Linked DNA regions of Mus musculus: region 2 is linked to region 1. Evidence: chromatin contacts called from public promoter capture Hi-C data. All regions are on one chromosome and are shown on one strand. Each heading gives the region's core, a stretch centred on a gene start, on an enhancer-like site or on the middle of the called end of the contact. The rest is flanking DNA. Distances are from core to core; before and after follow the strand shown. Region 1 holds the start of Mrc2 (mannose receptor, C type 2). Region 2 holds the start of Marchf10 (membrane associated ring-CH-type finger 10).

Evidence for each region. Capture Hi-C pulls out chosen DNA fragments and counts their contacts.
Region 2: a contact with region 1 is called in a promoter capture Hi-C map of pancreatic islet. The contact joins the promoter of Marchf10 here to the promoter of Mrc2 in region 1. A contact is called at or near these places in 8 of 39 promoter capture datasets (the 3T3-L1 cell line, embryonic stem cells, hippocampal neurons and 1 more) and 1 of 9 other capture datasets (pancreatic islet).

What each region holds. Positions count from the first base shown.
Region 1 is chr11:105,289,928-105,294,529 of GRCm38.p6, forward strand. It overlaps Mrc2 (mannose receptor, C type 2), which reads left to right and starts at 2,719. Exons shown (of 30, transcript NM_008626.3): 1 at 2,719-2,974. The coding sequence starts at 2,860.
Region 2 is chr11:105,455,158-105,459,799 of GRCm38.p6, forward strand. Marchf10 (membrane associated ring-CH-type finger 10) reads right to left here and starts at 1,578. Exons shown (of 12, transcript NM_172568.2): 1 at 1,317-1,578. All of the region lies in intron 1 of Gm39417 (a long non-coding RNA gene), which reads left to right.

The sequences.
Region 1 (4,602 bases), core at 1,469-3,968:
AGTAACAGATAGGGAAGAGATGGTCCTTTAGGTGACTGATAAAGTCCCTAAAACTGCACAACCTGGAGCCAAATGTGGACAGTTTAGAGCTGTCTCCAGCAAAGCTTCTTGTCCCTTTAGCCCAGTCCCTTTGGGACCCTCTCCTCTGTGCTGGGGAGGAGGTAGCCTGCCTGTGTAGAGCTGCTGGAGGAGATTGCTTTGTGGAGCATGCATGTGGAGGTCAGAGGGCAGTCGCCGTCCATATTTAAGAGAGGAACCTTTTCAATGCTGTTTGCTGCGGTGTGTGCCAGGCTGGGTGGCCTTTGAGCTTCTTCACCTCCTAGCTGGCTGTAGAAGCACAGGGAGGCAACCTCTCAGCTTTGGATGAGTTCTAGATCCTGAGTTGGGTTTGTTTTGAGACAGGCTTCACACTATAGCCCAGGTGGCCTGAAATTTGCTATATATATATAGTCCAGGATGGCCCCGAACGCTAGGCAGTCCTCCTGCCTCAGCTTCCCAAGTGCTGGAATTACAGCCATGTACCACCACGGTTGGCCTCACAGGACCTTTTTGCAATGGAGGACTGGGCCAGAAGTCACTGTGGAGTTGTCCAGTTTTGGCCCAGCTCTCTGCCCGAGATCTAAGCCAGATGGTAGTCATGGACAGGGACCTGGGTAGATGTGGCCAGTAGGCAGTACATAGTAAGCAGCCCTGACTAGGACAGACTTGAGGGCCTTGAACAAGACTCTGCTAGCACTCCATACCTCCCAGCTCCCCTCCTCCACCCCCCAGCAGACTCTTCTCAGCCTTGGCTATGGCCAAAAGTTTATTTCTCCCATCAAATGAAAGTCGCAGAACTACAAGTGTGTTAGTTTGTCTTTGCTTTCATGGCGGTTGGCACAAGATGATGTTTGGTGAGGGGACAGGGGAGGACTGATAGTGTGTGTGAACACACAGTGGGTCTTGTGTGAGCAACTGGCTGGAGCCATGTCACAGTTGTGTGATGTCCCAGTGTTGGCTTTTACTCTGCCAGCTGGGTAGTACCAAAACCTGCCCTGGCTGGTGGAAGAGGGATCCGATTGATTCTGTCCCAGAAGCATCCTGTATTTAGGCTGCTCAGATAGGGAAGTGCAGCTCATCCATAGCTGGCAGGTTCTCAAATCCCTCAAGGATGACAAGACTTGTAAGGAGGGAGGTGTCAGGAGAAGACAGCCCTAGCATAGCCAGCTGTGTACAGGACCTTAGGATCCCAAGACATGTCAAACCAAGAAGAGAGGCTCCATGGGGCCAGTGAAGCTGTGAACACTTTCCAGAAGCCAATCTGCAACCCTGCTCAAGTTAGCCTTAGGGTAAGGGGTTTTGTTCACTTGGCTGACAGTCAGGGCTGTGGCTAGCAGAACCTTTCCAGGGGCCTGCAGGTGCTCCTTTTGGGGACCTGCAATCAGTGGGCTATATTAAGCCAAGAATCTCAGTTGGCAGAGTTCAGAAGGGCTAAGGTGGAGCCTCCCTGGAGCAGAGCCTTTATTGCAGAGATACAGAAAGAGTACCTACAACAGGAGTCATGAAAAGTCATGTTTGTTATTTCAAAAAAAAAAAAAAAAAAAAAAAAAAAAGCCCCTCAGTGGCCAGTCCAGGAAACAATAAAACTTATATTACAGTTTTACAGTGTTTTGATCTCTTGTGATGGGAGAAGGTGAGTCTGCTTTGTGCTGTTGGACTCCAGAAATCTCAAGCCTGTTCTCAGCTGGAGCTCCCAAGCATCACTTTCAAGACTGGGAAATCAGAGGTTAGGTGTCGGCTGCTCTCCAAAATCCAGATTCTCAGCCCAGTGCTTTGCTCTGCCATCTGACCTGTTGCATAATGCTAAGTAACTGGATTGTCTTCATGAAATTTCCGTTTTGTTCTTTGCTACCGGCCAGCAGCCCAGCTGGTGGGAATGATGTAGGTCTTCTGGGACATCCAGTGGACCGCTTTTGTCCCAGGTCTCTGGATACAGCGGCCCCTATCAACTCAAGTGTTACATTCTTTGTGCCAGGGACACTGACACAGGAGTCACACATGCTGAAACAAGATGATCAAGAATTGTTTGCGCTGCTCACAAGCAACAGGAGCTCTACCTTCCCCTCCCCCAACCTCCGCACGGGTGGCGCGGAGTTCTGAGCTCCTCCTCTTCCCCATCAGAAATAGGGGAGGGGGGTCTTAGGAAAGGAAATAGCTGATGCTCAGCGCCTAAAACCTGGCAGAAGAGGCTGGATGGAGGGGATGCTGGGGGCCCAAGACTGGCCACCTGAGTCAGTCGCGCATCCCATCCTTCGGCTGGCCAGGCCTCGCAGCAGCCCAGGCTTCGCCACGCGGTGAAGTTCTGCGGAAAGTTTTGCAGTTGCTTCGCCTCTCGCGCCAGCAGGAGAAGCTGTGACGCAGCGTCTGGGGCTCCAGGCCCGGTCTGAAAAGAGAGGGTAGACAAGGCGGGAAGGAATTAAGAAGCAGAATAGGGGAAGATAAAGAGCGCACACTGGGATCCTTGTGGACCTCGCTGATCCTCTTCTCCAGCCTTCGCCTCCTCTCCCTCCCGACACGCACTCCCTTGCGGCCGGGTCCCCAGCCCTGCGCCCCCGCGCCTCCTCCGTCCCCTCCCACGCTGCCCGCTTCCCTTCCCCTCTGCCCCTCAAACCCTCCTCCAGGGTTCTGCGCTCCTCCCTCCGCCCTCCCTCTGCGGGGCCTGCCTCCTCCCTCCTCCTCTCCGGGAGGCATCACTTCGTCCGGACCCGGAGGAGGATGCGATCCCCTCGCCGGCGGTCATCTGAGCACAGCGCTAGGGCTGTCTCTGCACGCAGCCCTGCCGTGCGCCCTCCGTACTCTCGTCCTCCGAGCGCCGCAGGGATGGTACCCATCCGACCTGCCCTCGCGCCCTGGCCTCGTCACCTGCTGCGCTGCGTCTTGCTTCTCGGGGGACTGCGTCTCGGCCACCCGGCGGACTCCGCCGCCGCCCTCCTGGGTAAGGCGCTGCCAACTTGGCCAACTTCGGGAGTCGGGCCTCTTGACTTTTCCCTCCTTTTTTTCTCCCATCTTTTCTGAAGAAGTGCGTGCGTGCGTGTGTGTGTGTGTGTGTGTGTGCGCGCGCACGCGTGTGTGTGCGTGTGTGTGTGTGTGTGTGTGTGTGTGTGTGTGTGTGTGTGTGTGACTGGATTTTTTAAATTCGTCTCCACTTTTCTGGGAGCAAGGGAGGAGATGGGAGGAGGAGCGCGCCTGGAGGTGGGGGAGGACCTGAGTGGAACCAGATGTGGCAGGCGGCGGGGGAGGGGAGCCAAGGCACCGCGGCCTGGGAGGGAGAGGGAGGGCTGGTGTCCGGGCCACCCGGACCCCCGGCGCTCGCCCCGCGCTGGTCTGGGTACCTTGATATACAACCAGAGAGCCAGAGGCGCATTGTTTCTTACTCTGTACGTGAGGGGTCAGTCTGTTCAGCGTCTGGCAATGGGGTCTTTATGTTTTCTTACTTGGTCTTTAAGGACAGCTTGTGGCAGAGGACTTATGCACCGTTCGATCGTAACCCTGTGGAACAGTTTTGTGCCAGGAGAACCGAATGCGCGTGCGTGCGTGTGTGTGTGTGTGTGTGTGTGTGTGTGTGTGTGTGTGTGTGTTCGTTTCTCACTTTGTGTGTTCAATTCTGATCAAATTGGCACTTCTCCAGAGTGGACAGTCTTTGGTGCAAAAGAGTTTCTAAAGATACAAACCACAACCCACAGAAGACCAACCACACAAGCCCCCCAAACTGCACCCTTCTCTTTTCTGTATGTTTTTTTTTGTTGTTGTGTTGTTGTTGTTGTTGTCGTCGTCGTCGTCGTTATTTTAGAACTATCTGAAATGTGAGGTCAGACAGGTCCCTCGACAAGAACCTGAACACTCATAAACATTGATAGGGTAGATCTTGGGGGGCAGAGGCACTCAGAATTTTAAAAAATGTGCTGGGTGTTGCCTCCACATCCCCTTTTTATGTTTAATTGGGGGCTGGGTCAGCGGAAAGGGATGGGACAGCAGCTGCAGCTTTGTGCTAGGACTAGAGGGCCCCCTGAAGAGTCTGAGGCCTTTGCGGTGGCCTGGTGTGCTGTGGGCATTTGCTGAGGGGAAAGGTAGGGTCAGGGTGACCCACAGTTACATAGGAGCCTCCTCTGCCCTTCCCTCCCACCTGGATCTGAAGCCTGCATACACAGGAAGCAAGCCGGAGCCCCTTGTAGCTTGGTAGCATCAGCGTGCCCCTCACCTCCCGGGGTTCTTGCCAGAGCCTTGTTCCTCTGTATAGGACACGGGACTGCAGGATTCGAGGGAGGAGGGAAAGGACAGCCAATTCCAAGAGCCTTAGCTTGGGTTTTAACGCCAGGCCCTGGGAAAGAGCTGGGCCAGAGCGCTGACTTGGTCTTTCCCCCAGGGAGCTTTTGACAGGGGGGTGGAGATGCCTGATGAGGGGCCCAGTCAGGGAGGAAAAGGAGGCTTACAGTGTCCCTGGGCTTCCTGGTCTCTGCTTCTGTCCCTCCCTGCTCTCTCAGACTGTCCTACACACAAAATGCCCATGTCTGGGCTGCTGTGTGGCCTGGATCACCCTCCTGAGCCCTGAAGAAGCCCAGCCTG
Region 2 (4,642 bases), core at 328-2,827, 160 kb after region 1:
GCATGATCATGTGTATGTTTGTTGCAAGCTTCTGGTGACAAAGCACTGGATCAAGTTTGTGTTTTAGAAATTGGTGTGCGATGCCATGCTAAGGAGAGGGAAAGGGCCAGGGATGAGGAGGTGTGTGAGGTGGGGAGAGGAAGCGAGTGATTCTGCCAAGGCCTCAAAATTCCACGCATCTGTGAAATTTCAATGAGGAATATTCTAAGAACTCTGTGACATTTGAATTCCTCTCTAGCATAAATTTCCAGGGAATTCAGACTGAGACACCCTGACTAAGGAGAGCAGGAATAAGGACAGACTACATTCCTTTCCAGTCTCTAAAAGTATCACACATGTGTGCATACATGCACATGTGCATGCCTGTGTACATGCTGTCTCCTTTTTCTGTGACTACATTTGTCAAAAAAAAAAAAAAAACAAAAAACAAAAGATAAAAACCACACCTGACCTGAAAGAAGTGCTTTTAAAATAAGCTGTCTTACCGTTTTCTTGCAATGCTCGCTCTGTGAAATATCATTAAAACTATACTGTCTTGATTTTGGCAAATAAGCAAAATGTAAATTTAACCTCTCTATACTGAAGCTTCATTTGAGGCAAGATATAAGTAGCTGTGTTACTACCTGACAATCAGGTCTATAAATTCCTCCATGTCTATGATTGGCTGCTTAGAAGAAGAGTTTCAGAAGACTTTAATCTTTTCCACAATGAATTCATTTGTAATGTCAAGGATTACAGGATTTGTTTCAATTTTAGTTTGGAAAAAAATCTTAGTTTTTTTTAATATCATTTTTTAAACTTGTGCTGAATATAAGTTTAGTGACTTAGGCTCGGTTTATACTTTTCAGAGGCTGAGGGCTTGAGGCAGGGTGGTGTCAAGAAAGGGTGACTGTTCCAATTTAACGTAGGAAATAATGGTTGTGTAAAAGGGGTGTATGAGAGACCTAGCTAACACACACAGACTATTAAGCCCAGAGCAGAGACTGTGTAATTGGAAAAATGAAAAGAACATCACAAGTTTGACAAGCGATTGGGTTCTACCATTAATAATACCATCGTTTCCACATTCAAAAGCTGTTTCCTGGATTGTAGACCAATGTAGCTGTGCGGCAGTTGGGGGTGATGGAACTACCAGTGTACAAAAACCAACTAGACTCCAGTTAAATCTGTTCCTTTGAGGTAGAAACAAACTGGAGCTACTGTTAGCCCGAAGAAGAGAGGGGCGCTAAGAGGTCTGATTTCCCTTCAGAATCTTTTAAGTTTTAAAGGTATAGTTGATCCTCAGTTCTGGGAAGGCTGGGGCAGGCGCCCGTTACCTTGGGGATCAGCACTTTCACCCCTCACAAGGGGCTAAAGGGGCCGCGGGGCGGAGCGGGTGGGCGAAGAGCCGCCCATCAATCGTGCGTGGGGCCGGTCCTGGGCTCCTCTTCCTCCCCCACACCTCACTGTCTTCCCTCCTTCTAGAGGGCCCTCTTCCTTCTCCTCCCGGGAGGCAGCTGTCCGCCGCGGCCTCCGGCCTTTCTTGGGGTGGAGACGGTGGGGGCGGCTGCCTGGCGTCCTCCCGTTTCCTTGGCAACCGTGCCTCCCTCCTCGCGCGGAGCCTGTGCCGCTAGTCGCGAGGGAACGTGGATCGTGGGGGTGGGGCAGGGCTACGGCCCCGGGGGTCCTGAGTCCACACGTGGGCGGCTCTGCCGGTTGCCGTGGGAACGAGAAGGGATGCAGTTGAGAAAGGAAAGCAGTGATGGCGGCTGGCTTGGAAGAGATGCTCTAGGAATAGGCACTCTGATTTTGTCTGTGTTCACGCCCAGACTCAGTGTTGTTTCTTATAAGATGAAGATTAGAAAATGGGAGAGGAAAAAAAATTAAATAAAACAGTAAAGGGAATAAATGAAAAGAAGAAAAGATACTGCACTCTTTGAAATGGTTGTTATACAGGGATCTCAGGCAGAATGTTCCGATCCAACCTCAGAGCAGAAATAAACAATTAAGGGAGGCACCCGATCAGCTTCAGAACGGAGCCCGAAAGCTAGCCTCTTAGTTAACAGTAGTCATTACGGGCTTCTCCAGGAGAGAGGAGCTTGGAGGTTTAGACCAGTGCCCACCAGGTTCTTGGTTTACATCACTGTTTCTAGGCTGCGTTTATTTTTCACTGAGGGGCTAATAGGCAGCCTTGAGTCTTCTATTTCTTTTGCATATTTAGGTACTTAGTACCTTGCTGACTGATGTCACCTAAGGGCATTTTAGATTGGGCGGAGAGCAAAGAAGATGGACAATAGAAATTGTTGGAACTTTCACCAGTGTCCCAGAGTCTCCACATGTCTGGGGTCCAGGAGACTTCTATGCAGCCCCTGTAAGCCCACATTCAGGTGGTGGCTTTGTGTTTGCAGTATGACACCCTTTCTATTCTTATCACTACCACCCCTAATTTAGGACTCAGTGGTCTCTAAACTGGATTGATGTTTGAACCTTGCAAGGACGCTCTGAGCCCCTGTCAGTCGTACCCCAGGTCCACCTCTCCCTGTGCCACGTAAACAGCCTAGGTCCCATGTCTTAATCACCAACAAGCCACTCTCAGACTCCAGCACTGCCTAAGAAGTGAGCCCCAGACTCTGGACTGTGACTGTCCCTATTTGTTCCCCAGGACTTGCTTTCTTGGTTTTGTCCTTGAGTCATTTCTTGCCAGTTGCGGCTCTAGGACATGCCAAACCCTCCTTCTCACCTTCACGCCAACTTCTAAGACGTATCTTGAGCAACACAGAGTCTAGACAAAATATGCCTTGGGGAAGTCTTTGTTTTGGGCTCTTTCTCATCTGACCTTCATTGCTCTCCCTTTCCAAACCATTTTCTATTTTTAGTATGTTTAAAGATTTTTATTACATCTTATTTTTATTGGATGTGTGAGAGGGCAAACATGCCCCAGTGCAGGGAAGGGGAGGTCAGTTTGCTGAAGTCTGTTCTCTCCTACCGTGTGGCTCCCAGTGACCAAACCCGGCTTGTCGGGCTTGGTGGCAGGTACTTTTTACCTGCAACACCATGTTCTAGTCTTGTTCTCAGCCGGCTAACAAAGATTCTCTATTAAATCGTTGACTGGTAAAGACATACCATGGAACCTCTTTCCATGGTCTTTGCTGTTCAAAGGACTATAATTAAGGACCCCCAAGTTTGAGACACTTTCTGGGATGTAGCTCAGTGCCTGTCTGGCATGAAGCTCTGGGTTTGATCCTTAGAGTGGATGTGATGGCAGATGCCTGAAATCCCAGTTCTTAGAGGAAGTGAGGGCCTTCTAGGGAAACCTCCTCACTCTGTCAGAGACTCTGTGTGGGGGGAGGGGGGTTGTGGGGATTGCAGTAAAATGAGAAGCGGGAAGCTTTTTCTTAGAGACCAAGGACCTAACTCAGAGATGATAGTAGTAGTGGTAATTAGTGATAATTATTATTACTGATTAACAGAGGAGGACATTGAGGACTAAGAGAGATAGTTGAATAGAGATGACACAGCCAAGGACTCCTGACAAGGAATGGATCCAGAGCCCGGGAGAAGACTCCCATTCCCAGCAGATTAATGTTGCCCACTAAGTAAGAAAAAAGACACTACCATACTGGCATATATTAGATATGGATTTTTAATTTTCTGTTTTAAGAGCTAGAGGAAAAAAAAAAGTACATTTCACCCCCAAAAGGCTGTTGTGAGGTTTAAATGAGAGAAGACAAACATTAATTGGTAGTTTCATTTTCCAAGGCACATTTTACTGCTAAAACACAAAGTACAAAGCTTGGAGAAGTTACCTGTCTCAGCATGAAACATTCCTATACTTAAAAAAAAAAAAGATTTATTATATTATTATATGTAAGTACACTGTAGCTGTCTTCAGACACTCCAGAAGAGGGCGTCAGATCTCATTACGGATGGTTGTGAGCCACCATGTGGTTGTGGGATTTGAACTCAGGACCTTCGGACTCGGAAGAGCAGTCAGTACTCTTACCCGCTGAGCCATCTCTCCAGCCCCTTTGCTTTGTTTTTGTTGTTGTTATTTTGTGGGGTCTCTAGGGGGTCGGGTCATGACTGCATTACCCAGGCTGACCTCAGATTCTTGGTCCTCCTACCTTCGCCTCCCCAGTGCTGGGGTTACAGGTTACAGGTGCCAACACACCTGGAAGAAAGCATCATGCCCTTGAGAGAAAGAGGCAGTGGCAAAGATCAGCTCCTAAAGAAGCTACAAAGCAATTCAGACAGTCAGCTTTTCAGGAGTAAACTTAACCCTGACATGTAAATTACAAAGCAGGTCAGCTCCTGTACTAAAAAGCAAGTGTGGCCAAAGAGAAAAGTGGAAGCCTGAGAGAAGAAACAGTTTCCATGGAAGGAAGCATCCTAAGTGCCATTACTTTTTGCCCCTGGTAAATGAGGAGAGGAAAGGGGCTTAAATAGTCATGGGTTCTAATCACCGAGGTGACCTGCATTTGCAAATAAGCCACAAGAAATCCTTTACTTGAATCTAAGAATTCTGTAAAGGGCAACCGGAAGTGTAACGATTCAGGTGAAGCCTGTGGAGGTTTCAAAACAACAACGAAATAAAGTATTTAATCCAGAGCAAACTGTCAGGAGGCTCTTCTAAGACTGCCATGCCATGTTCATGGGGACTTGG